2 separate regions of the Mus musculus genome follow, and region 2 is linked to region 1. A link is a contact called in public Hi-C data. All regions are on one chromosome and are shown on one strand. Each heading gives the region's core, a stretch centred on a gene start, on an enhancer-like site or on the middle of the called end of the contact. The rest is flanking DNA. Distances are from core to core; before and after follow the strand shown.

Region 1 (5,880 bases), core at 874-3,373:
GGGTAGAAATTGAGTTTGGGATTAAAAGACGTGTGTGGCTAGAATTCCACTTCATGATTTATAGTCTAGCCCAGGCTTTCCAAAGCTGCGCTAAGAATTATTCCTGGATCAGATCCTTGCTAGTCACATCTGTGAAGCGGAAACATCAGCTTCATTAGAAATACCCTGCCTCCCCAATTCCAGGGTCAAAATTCAAGTTCTAGGTGGAAGATATAGATAATGGCTCTAGGTACGGGGAGAGGAATGTAGGGGAGACACAACAGCAGCATTTCCTACTTAGCATTTTAGCTATTCAGCATCCATCCACCTTCTTCCGGTACCCAGGTGCCACTTCTCTTTGGGAAATCCCATATTCTCTGTTGCTCTCAGCCCAAAAGTACAACCGTTACACATACAACCCCGAAACTTAAAGTATACATGTGACCCAGCCTTAACTCAATCTAGGTGTTACATTCTCTTGGGTGTAGTAATTGGTTGGGCAGTGGATATCATATCCTTCGGAGCCAAAAAGGTAACTTGAGATTACACACACACACACACACACACACACACACACACACACACACACACACACGAGACTCCTGGAGAGGAGAATGTTTCCCTTTAACTGAAATTCTGCGAGGCAGAAAGCTGGGGTTGTTGTCCTTTTATTGTCTCCTGAAACCTGGGTTTGAAGCTAGCAAGGCACAGAGAGGCAAAGAGAAGTGGAGAGTAACCAAGTTCTGGTAACATTATTTCTGCTCCAAATCCAGTTGTGTCTGATGCTAACTTGAATTCTGGGTCTTTCCATTCCATGGACCATTGGGTTTCCCTTTTGCTAAAGGAATTTGAGACAGATTTTCGGTCCTTAGCAACCAAAGAATCCTTGTATGTAGTAGTTACTCAAATGTACATTGAGAGTTGAGCAGAAGTAAGGATGCTGGCCCGCACTAGTCCTATACGGAGCAAACTCAGGTACACAGACACAGGCATGACCATGTGACTTAATGCTGGAGAGCAGCACCAAGAGGTCCCCAGATGGGACACAGAACTCCAGGCAGGAAGTCCACTAGCCAGTATCTCCTTTTTAGAATTGAATATGCTGAAAGATTAGACTATTTTCTTGAGTTTCGTCTCTGTCACACTCCACTTTGTGTACCCAAGAAAGTTGCTGCTCCCTCGTCTCAGGCATGTGTAGTTCACTATGGTTTACTCCCTTTCCTCGGGAGTAAAAAGTCTACGGTCACAAATGGCTCCTACTTTTCCCTAGTGTGTTCATCTAAGTTCTTCAGAGATTAGAACCAAGTAGATCTCTGTTTTGCTTTGATTTTGTGTTTTAAATATTTTTTGTTACTGTACAAAATAATGGATTTTGCTGTGGCATTTTCATATGTATATATTGGTATTTACTCACATAATAGTATTTAGGGGTGTGGGGGGGGATGGATTTTCAGTCAAGATTCCACTGTGTGTGTGTATGCCACATTTCTTTATCCATCCATCTGTTTGTTTGGTTTGAGACAGGGACTTACTATGCAATTAGGGTAGCCTCAATTCACTATGTATCCCAGGCTAGCCTCCAACTACCTATCTTCTGACCTTCATCCTCTGAATACTATGATTATTGGCCTATGCCAGGATGTCCAACCTAGATTTCTCTATTTCTTTATCTACTTTTTTCCTGAGCAAGCACCATCAGAGGGTTTGACCTGCTATCATCAGCCAACAGCTAGGAAACCTGAAAAGCATCCTCAGAAGAGAGAGGATGCCCACCCCTTGCCCCCCATACATACTATGAACTGAATGGTTGTGTGGACGGGCAGGACCTGCAACTTGAGCTCATCAAGAAACCTGAAGCACAACAAGGGTTTGGGGCCCTCAACAGTGCTGATCTCTTCTATTCTAGTTGAAATTAGAAAGAAGGTGTCCTTGCTGTGGTCTAGAAACAGAATCTTAGCTGTTGAGAATGAGCACAACTTAAAACTCCTTCACACACACACACACACCCGGCCTGCTATGCATGACCTGCGATCATGGGTGAGACTGCTTGGTATTTTCATACTCATGGAAACAGGGCCCTGTTGATCTCAGAGGCTCCCAGATTAAGCCTGAGTCTCTATTTTTAATCTCTCCGGAAATAAGCAAAAAAAGAGAAGTCTAATTTCAAACAGACTGGACTTTACATAGGAAATATGTAGGTCCCCTGAGACTCCTAGAAATTGTCTGAAACCCAAAGGCCCCACTTGCTTCCCCCACACCCCCTCTCCAGAGCACTAGGCCACGCCCAGGAGGCCTGGGGCTGCAAGAGAGAGTGTTTGCAATCAAAAGTCCAACCTTGGCTTGGACTGGCCAAACCAGCCCAGCCAGCTAGCCTACTGTGCCTGAGGGCAGGGGTTCTGGGTGAAGAAAGAAAGGCATTTGCCCACAGCCTGCACCCTGGCTTTGGGAGGATTCTTCTCTCACCCCCATTGCTTTTGAGTTTTCTGGTTTTTTCCTCTACTCTGAGGCTTGTCAAGTTCCAGGCAAGAAAGCATAAAAGGATTCCAAACAGCACCATCAAGCCCACCACTCTCTCTCTCTCTCTCTCTCTCTCTCTCTCTCTCTCTCTCTCTCTCTCTCTCACACACACACACACACACACACACACACACACACACACACACACACACACACAAACACACTTCCTACTCCACAGCATTCCCATCAAAATCCAATTGCACACAGTTCTGGGATCTGGAGCCAAATGAGGCCCAGTAAAAGCTTTGAAACCATTCACATGGCCCCTAGCCCTCCATAAGAGTTCCATAGTTAAAGTTCCAGCCAGAATCCTGGGCCTTGCTGGCAACCCGTGCTGCTGGGTCACTGTGGGAGGTGGGACAGGGCCCTGTAGCCTGCTGTGCCTCAGTTTCCCTGCCTGTCAGTTTAGACAACCATGACGATGGCTAATTCTGAATTGTCTGCCTGCTGGTGGGATCAGGCACTGAGGGGGGCTCAGATTTATGGCATGGAAGTCTAGGAATGAGCCAAAGTGGAGGGACTAAATTGGGTTGGGTGCCCGGCTCCCAGAAAGGCAGCCAGGGAAAATTAGACACGCTGCTGAGAGAACTATCCCGATGACTTCACAGAAGGCTCCTGCTCAGAAACAGCCACTGTGTTATTGTAACTTTCACAGCCTGGGCCAAGCTCTTCCTGGTAACGGGAAGTTTGGGATTGAAGTCGTCCGTGTACCCGGCTGTTACCGAGGTCACCCTGGGAGCTGGGGCTCTTCCAAAGGAAGCCAGCATGGGGCTTCTGGGCTTGGCGGAGTGGCTGGACAGATGGACAGTCTCTGAGTAAAAAAGTCATGGTTGTAAGGCAGGCGGGGAGGCGTGGCAAGCCCCCCTGCTGCAGCTACCTTGGTGGGAGTAAGTCTTTATGGCGTACCTCTGCCACAAAGCCTCTTGGTCTCCAGAAGCCATGTTCGCAGCAGTAAGCCAAGAGCCCAGACAGAGAAAGGGCCCAAGAACTACTACCATAGCTCCCCCACATACACCAACCCCCGGACCACAAACCTCCAGGCCCACATAATTCCCAGCAATGGATTTTCTTCTTATCCACTAAACCCTGTCCATTGCCCTTCTAGCCATTTGCTCTTTTTAATCTTCCTTTTATGCAAAAAATAAACAGCTCCGTGAAGTTTCATCCCACCCTTGTCTTCCATCGGCGTGCTTCAAATGATTACGAGAAAGCTTGGTTCACGTCGTCCAGCGAACCAGTCTAACTAGGGTTTGCCTCGTGGATGTCTACCCCTGAACTGATTTTTTTTTTCTTTCCCACCACTGCCGGCTCTCAGCCACTCATCCATCTCCTGCTCATCTCTGTTGGAAACGCGACCAGCCAGGACCAGCCAAGCCAAACAGGTGTCAGTACGCACTCAGACTCTCCAAGGATGAGAGCTCTTCTGTGGCTACCAGATTGTACCCTGACGCTGGCCAGCTCCTGGCGTCTGCCCCTGGCCCTCCCAAGATGGCAGTCTATGGGGACATAGTTCAGACACTCGATCTGGTTTCTTCCAAGTCTGGTTCCATTGGCAAAATGAAACTCCCTGCCAAGAGAAAGCCAGCTTGTCTTGTCTACGAGGCACCCATGGTACCTGGCAAGTCACCCACGCTGAGATGGCAAAGGACCCTTGGAGACTTCCACACTTGGTGAGCCATTGTGAGGAGGGAGGGAGACAAAAGGAAGATTCCCGAAGCAAATGTCAGATGCTCATAACACAGTCTTATTCTAGAAAACAGCACATGGGGCAAAGATGCAATGACAAACATAAAACAACTAGTTCTTGCAAAAGGAAGGAAGGGCAGGAGATTGTACACAGGACCTTAAAAATGTAAAGCTTCCCATAGCATGGTTGTCTCACCTCTCCAGTCTGTGTGCTACTCCTCTCTTCTGCCCACCTGAATTCACATTCACAGGCTTACACACCTGGGGGACTACTATCCCTGCCTACTTTGTTGCTGTCACCCATCTTCCAGTTTCCAACTCTGTCCTCTCTGGCATCTCATCCCGCTCCCTAACAAACCTTCCAGAGGCCTGGAGATACATTGCCTCTTCCCTCCGCCTCACATCCTGGCTACTTCCTCCCTACACTTTGTTTCCACATCAGTGGCTACCCCTATCTGTCCTCTGATGCAGATGCACAGGGCCTTGCCTTTCTAATGAGTCTCTGTATCTCCAACCCTGTCTTAAAGTATTTTTGTATGCCCCAGGGACATCTCCACAGTGCTCTGAACACTGTCAGACCTTGGACAGTGCTTACGTAGTTGACTGATTATCCAAAATGGATTTTGAGGGAACAAATGGATACAGAGTCATGAGGAACTATGGAAAAGTTAAATGAAGCTGTGAGCCTGGGACCGGGCAGTTCCTTCTTGGGGGCAGTAGTTTAATGGGTTTTCCATTCTAGGCAATCCCCTGATAGCCCTAGAATCCCACAGAGACCCAAGGAGGGAGGTGGCTGGGTGAACTGTGTGCTCTGCAATCAAGCAAGACCATAAATGCAGATCCAGGCAAGCTAAGCGACGTTAGCTTTGCAGCTGCAGGTGATGAGAACGGTATTTATAGGCTCGATGACATGTCAGAAGTGGTGAGTCCCAGAGGCTGGGACTGGAGCTGGACATCCTGAGACCCCGATGTTCTGTTTTTGTTCTCCTCCCTGTCCTTCCCTCCTGGAGCCCCTGGAACTTTCCATGTAATTTGGATGAAAGCAGAAATCATCTGTTGTTTCTCAGTCCTTACTCATACTAGGGAAGGATTTAAAAATCTGCTTTGTAGAAGGGTGGTTTGTAATGAGTGGAAAGATTCTATTGCCTCAAAAACGGCATTTGCCGTTACGTCAAAACCTTCTTCAGAAATTTTCACAATTCTAGGCAGAGACAGAAGCTATTCTGTCTTCTGAGACCCGCAGGGACACAGGGCTAGGATTGGCACTGGACAGTCCTTATTGGTAGATGAACACATCTTAGACAAGAAGTTCTAGAGAATCCAGGTTCACCTGATAAAGACTTTTATTTGGGGGGTTCTGGAGAGATGGCTGGGTAGTTAAAAGCACAGAGGACTCAAGTGCAATTTCCAGCTCCCACATGGCAGCTCACAACCATATGTAACTCCAGTTCCGGGGAATCTAACGCCCTCTTTTGGCCTCTGTCAGTACTGCATGTACATGGTACACATTCGTGCAGGTAAAGCACCTATACACATAAAAATAAAAATAGATAAATCTTTGTCAAACGAACTTCCTTTTTCCATAAGCCTCTTTCTTTCATGACAGATAATAGAACCCAAGGCAAATCTACGAGGAGAGGGACCAAATCCTCTGCCATTTATGACCCAAAAAAATGCGGAAATCACTGTTTTCCTTCA
Region 2 (5,880 bases), core at 1,485-3,984, 89 kb after region 1:
GTCCTCCACAAGCACTAAATTCACAAGCTATACACAAACAAGCCTGCTGGCAACACCCCTCAACACATAAAACAAACAAGTTATAACCATAAGAAAAACCTTTGAACTGTTGCCAGCTCATAACGACTTAAAATATTGTTGGAAAATAACCTTTTTGTCACCAGAGCACATCTTGAGTTCATGTTTGTTGGCTAGATGTGGCCCAGGAAAATTGATCTTCTTTCTGTTTATTTCTCTTTGGCTTCTACTGAGGAATGATTGGGCCATGGAGACAACAGTGGGAGAAGTGCAGAGAAGGGAAGTCATTCTGTGAATGACTTCACCCTGTGACAGGAACCTGGCATTTTATCCGCTCGTTTTACCTCTGCTAAGATTAAAATCAGGACCCCATAGAATGGAACACAGGGCTCCCAATATAGGAGCTAGAGAAAGTACCCAAGAGCTGAAGGGGTCTGCAACCCTGTAGGTGGAACAACAATATGAACTAATCAGTACCCCCAGAGCTCATGTCTTTAGCTGCATATGTAGCAAAAGATGGCCTAGTCAGCCATCATTTGGAAGAGAGGCCCCTTGGTCTAGCAAACTTTATATGCCCCAGTATAGGGGAACCCCAGGGCCAAGAAATAGGAGTGAGTGGGTAGGGGAGCAGGGTGGGGGGAGGGCATAGGGGACTTTTAGGATAGCATTTGAAATGTAAATGAAGAAAATATCTAATAGAAAAAAATATGGGAAAAATTTTTAAATTTTTTTTTTTTAAAAATCAGGACCCCTTTCGATACTATTGAACACAGCTGAGTAACATTATCATTGTACATATGTCGTTGATTGACTGATGGATTGGGAGACAAGGTGACTTTTGGTAAAGTGCAATGACAATCTGCCAAGAGCCCTGGTCCCCTAAACACCAGTACAATACCATTCCTGACACAACCTTAGACTTCTTCAATTCACATAGTAGACATGTCTGCCAGAGAGGCTCCTGACTCCAGGACCACTGGAGAGAAGCCTGCTACCAGGAGGGCCAGAAGGGCCTGATTGCCTACTGGATCCCAGCCTCCAAGGGCAGTGGTTTGAGGAGAGCCTTGTTCTCTGGCTTGTTGGTCTTACACTAGCTTCAGACCCTTCGTGGAATTGTCCCTTCAACCAGGAAAGTCAACGATACTCACCTAAGAAGATTTTAACTCTACCTAGGTCTGAGCAATGGCAGATAAATACAGTCAGTCCTCTGCAGCAAAGATGAGGGAACACAGAGCACCTTTGTGGTGCCTGAGGCCAACTGCATGCAGCTACTTCTTTCTCCACTTTACTGAAACAAAGTGAAGAACTGGGATCCCCCAGGGAGCTCTCCCTTGAGAAGGTCTCCAACCAACCTCCCAAAAGGGCTCCTCCTGGGGCCTCACTCCTTCCACTAATCAAGGTTTCCTCTGTTTCTTCTGTATCCCATAGGTGCAAGTAGGTTTTGGGAGACATTTATTCATTCAATTCCTGAACAAGACAAGTTAGGATCATCTCCTGTATGTCTAGGCTGTCCATCTACAGCTATCTCAGCACAGCACATCCATAGTCAGTGCCCCTCTGCATTGGTACCTGGATATTGGACTATTGTCCATCCATAGAAGAATCCTCCTAGCCTAGCACAGCCACTCAGACACAATTGCTGTTGGTCTTTACTAGTTCGGCTTGATGTTTTGCATGCTTTCTGCTTGGCTGGTTTTTATGCCACAGCTCCCTTCAGAAGGTCTCCAATTCTACAGATGAAAAATTTAAGGCTCAGAGAAGTGAGATGCCTTGACCAAGGTCACCTATTTTACAGAAGGCAGAGAGGGCCACGAGATTAACTCAGGTCTATCTGGTACCCAAAACCATGAATTCTTCTAGATCAGCTGCCTCCAAAATCTCAGAGTACAAGTAACACGGGAAACCCTCTGGGTCCGGGGCTACAAAGACCATTTTCTCTCTCTCTCTCTCTCTCTCTCTCTCTCTCTCTCTCTCTCTTACACACACACACACACACACACACACACACACACACACACACTTTTCCTACCCACCATTCCACCAGAGAAGCCCAGTTCTTCTGGGACCCAGATAGGGGTCTCAAAGCCCAAGCACAGAACTTTCTATTGCTGTTCTGGGAGCATGGGAAGCGGGTGTTTTTCTTCCTGGAGGCCTGGGTGGCTGTTTCCTACCGTGATCTGCCCTGGAGAATGGCCGGAAGAAGTGGCTTCCGGCTGAGGCAGTCTCTTCCCACCCAACAGAAAAAAAAAAGGATTTTTTTTTTAATCCAAAGTAGCAACTACTTTGCTTTGCACTCGGACAGTGAGAAAGAGTCAGGAATGGATGAGCTTGGGGGAGTTATTACATTTGCTTTTAGTATAATTGATCTGATTAATTGTATGAGTTCACATTTGTGTGAGTTCACACTTAATAATGGTTGACTCACAAAATACCTGGACATTTAGCAATCTGCTCTCATGAGCCAATACAATAAAGAACCAATTACTTCTTAAGGCTGTTGTAAAACTAATGGGATAATGCCCATGTCCTCTAGCCGGGTGCTGGAACCAGCTGAGCCATATTGGGCAAATTTCCTAACCACTCTGTGCTTCAGGTCTTGGCCATCTCTAAAACGAGGCTGTTGCCCGAATCATAAGTGAGTGTGCATATGAAGAACCACAGTGAGACCTGGTGACAATAGTGCTCACAAAGGTACAGGCACTGTCCTGGGCAGCCCCTCCCAGCCTGTACAAAGCTGGTATGCAAAGCATTTCCCTTGCCTCCACCTCATCTGAGCCCCACTCCTGTCGCCCAGCAGGTGGTTGCTGATATTCCTCCAGGCGCTTCCAGAAGAGGGTAATCTAGCCGAGGCAAGCGAGAGAAAAATTACCTAAGAGTTCTGTGAGCGAAGCAACAGCAAAGCCCGTTGTTGTGGGGGCATATGGGAGATACCCAGTGAGCCTTTCAGATAATGAGAGTTAAATTTCATCGAACAGCCCCACTACCTGCCCGAGGGGACTGACCCATCTCTGGATGATCTGGACTGTGTCTGGAAGCAGCTGCTATAAATGAGTTCTCTGCACGAATTTGAAAGGTAAACAGAAAGGCATAGCTCCTGCAGTGTGCTTTCTGCTACCCAGCAGACAGATGCAAGTTGCCATTCTCCCTGCTCTGATTCTTTCCTGGAGATGGACAACAGGTGGCGATGGCCCTATCAACCCTGTGGCTGCCCAAACTTCCTGCAGTGTTTGTGCTGTGGAAGAGGAGAGGCTCCTACGCTGGTCAGGGTAGGCTGGAGGGGTGGGAAGGTTTCACAGGATGAGGGGATAAGGAAGGGAGATTGAGGCTGACTCCTTGCTAAGTATGGCTGGAAGGTGTATGACATTGAGGGATGGCAACTGTTGATCCTCAAAATTATTTCCTCTCAATGCACTGCTTGGGCACATAGAAAACTAACAATGAGGTCTGATGGTAAGTAAGAGTGTTGGGTTTACAGCCCTAGTGCCTCCATCACTCTGGGCAATTCTCCTGGCTCACAATGGCTATAAAGGGCAATTTCAAGATATCCAGAAAGTGGTACCTAGACCATGAAGAAGGTCCCTTTGGGTTCCAAGGCAAATCACAACACCACAGGTAAGAACTCTTCAGGCAGACCACCTTTGACCCCTAAACATTTGCACTCCACCTGCTTAATTTACACTTGACTTCCCAGGTAGAGATAATCCAAAAATCCCTCCTGTCTTGGAAGGGAGGGACTTTCTTTAACATTGAAGATAAGGAGGCTGGATTTCCATAGTGGAGTGCCTAGCATGCAGAAGGGTCTACATCCAGTCAAAAGCAATGACGACAAATTAAGTTGCCAAAACACAAATTGCCCATCCTTGACCTAGCTTCAGATAACTCAGCTCTTTTCTGCTCTCTGTCCACAAGGCCACTGCTGCAGGAAACACACATTGCATGCGACCCATCAAAAATGACTGCACTCTTAAAGCAGCCCAAGGAGATGAGATCTAAAAGTAGCCAGGAAGGAGGTAACACAGGATAGATACTTTCCCATCCTTGAGGCAGAGAGCTCCTGACTCCTGTGTTTAAAATAGCAGAGCACACACTGGTTTTGATTGTCTACCCATGATCATAAGATGCCAAAGGGCATGGACCATGGTAGATTATTGCAAAAATAGCTATGTGTGTTCCTCTTCCTGAACTTGCCCTCCTGAACACGACTTCGCAGTTGTTCCTATCAAGGGGACTCTTTCCTTACCCCATGACTCTGGGCTTGCCTTGTGACTTTGGCCAACAGAGGTTGATGGAGGTGGTGTGCCAGTTCCAAGTCCAGCAATCCAGACCTCTTGCCTGCCCACCCTCACTCTCTTGGAGTGCATGGCCACCCTGAGAACAATTCCCAGCTAGCCTGCAAGATCATGTGAACAGGGATGAGCTGTCCCACAGAGGCTGTCTTAAATTCCACAGCTCCCAGCCATTGGCCTTCTGACCACAGAAACACAATTAAGCCCAGCTGAGTGCAGCTGAGCCCAGCTCAAGTTGTCCACTGAATGGAAAGCTAAATAAATGGTTATTTCAGGTCCTAATTTGATGAGATATTCTATTATATAGCAAAAGCTAACTGTCTCAGGGCAGGGTTAGCTCCTCTACAAAAGCCCTGGAGTCCAATGGCGATGCCAACCTGTGCTGACACAGTGGGCACAGAAGCAGTCACAGACCCAGATCCCAACCCCTTCCTTCACACCATTTTGGTGTACAGCTGTCCAATTCTTTTTTTTTTAATTTATTTGCATTGGTGTTCTGCCTCTATGTATGTCTGTGTGAATGTGTCAGACCCCCCCCCCGAAATTACAGATAGTTGTGAACTGGAATATGGATGCTGGGATTTGAACCTGGATTCTTTGGAAGGAAAGGCCAGTGCTCTTAAATGTTAAGCCATCATTCCAACCCCACATCTGTCCAATTCTAATTGCCAGACCCTATGTCTGTCCATGGGTTCTCACCACCCTCATAGATGCCGAAAAGTGCCAGGCAGCCTTCAACCAATGACTGAGGGAGATGGGCCATCAATACCACAGCTCCCTTACCTTACCCCTGATGTACTCTATGTCTAAGGCATACATCCTTCATCAGTTTTCAGATCTTCTCAGCATCACGAAGGCCCAGGGCCACCCTGTCCATGGCTGTCTTGATAAGAGGTTCTTTATTGGTTACCTTCTCCTCTGACTCAGCCTCTCCAAACCTATTGGTGCTTCCTGGAATCAACTCTCAAATAAATTCGAACCCCAGTCCTTTTCTCAAGCTTTTCCTCTAAACACCTAAAGCAAGCAGACCCTAGAAAGAAGCTCTCACCCACAGCCACTGCGTCATTGAACCCCTCCCACAGCCTTCCACTACTTCTGCCCCATTCAGGAATCAAATGAACAAACGCTGCCCACCAACCCATGGCCACTGCCCCAGGCACAAACAGCCTACATGGCGTATCACATGATAGAAAGGATGACTTCCTTGGCCAGATGGCTTTGTAAACAGTGTTTTCTTCCCTCCACTTTCCAACCCACCAAATGTCTCATCTCAAGCTCCAGAGGGTGGAGGAGGAGTGACTTAGAAAAGAGAAAGGGCTGGGATAGTGGTGGCGTGTATCTTTAATCCCTGCACTTTGGAGGCAGAGGCAGATGAGTAAATATCTGTGTTTGAGACCAGCCTGGTCTACATATTGAATCTGAGGACAGCCAGGGTGACACAGAGAAACCCTGTCAAAAAAGAAGGAGAGAGAGAGAGAAAGAGAGAGAGAGAAAGGAAGGAAGGAAGAAAGGAAGGAAGAAAGAAAAGGAAAGGAAAGGAAAGGAAAGGAAAGGAAAGAAAAGAAAAGAAAAGAAA

Evidence for each region. Hi-C and Micro-C count contacts between places; a contact is called where the count stands out from the background.
Region 2: a Hi-C map of the CH12 cell line shows a contact between it and region 1, with 2.2 times the contacts expected there. The contact joins two enhancer-like sites. A contact is called at or near these places in 2 of 39 promoter capture datasets (liver and pre-B cells), 2 of 15 datasets of contacts at CTCF or cohesin (large pre-B cells and pro-B cells), 46 of 484 Hi-C or Micro-C datasets (the 63-12 cell line, B cells, the C10 cell line and 27 more) and 14 of 115 datasets of contacts at active chromatin or transcription factors (bone marrow-derived macrophages, cardiomyocytes, craniofacial prominence and 8 more).

What each region holds. Positions count from the first base shown.
Region 1 is chr12:79,999,773-80,005,652 of GRCm38.p6, forward strand. No RefSeq gene overlaps it. Among named protein-coding and RNA genes, the nearest start is that of Gm36834, 17 kb to the right of the region's middle. Within about 2 kb of position 2,124, at least 70 of the 459 cell types and tissues checked have an H3K27ac peak or open chromatin away from gene starts, as enhancers often do. A contact at or near this core is called in B cells and the CH12 cell line, where this site is marked.
Region 2 is chr12:80,088,522-80,094,401 of GRCm38.p6, forward strand. No RefSeq gene overlaps it. Among named protein-coding and RNA genes, the nearest start is that of Gm36660, 5.4 kb to the left of the region's middle. Within about 2 kb of position 2,735, at least 26 of the 459 cell types and tissues checked have an H3K27ac peak or open chromatin away from gene starts, as enhancers often do. A contact at or near this core is called in B cells and the CH12 cell line, where this site is marked.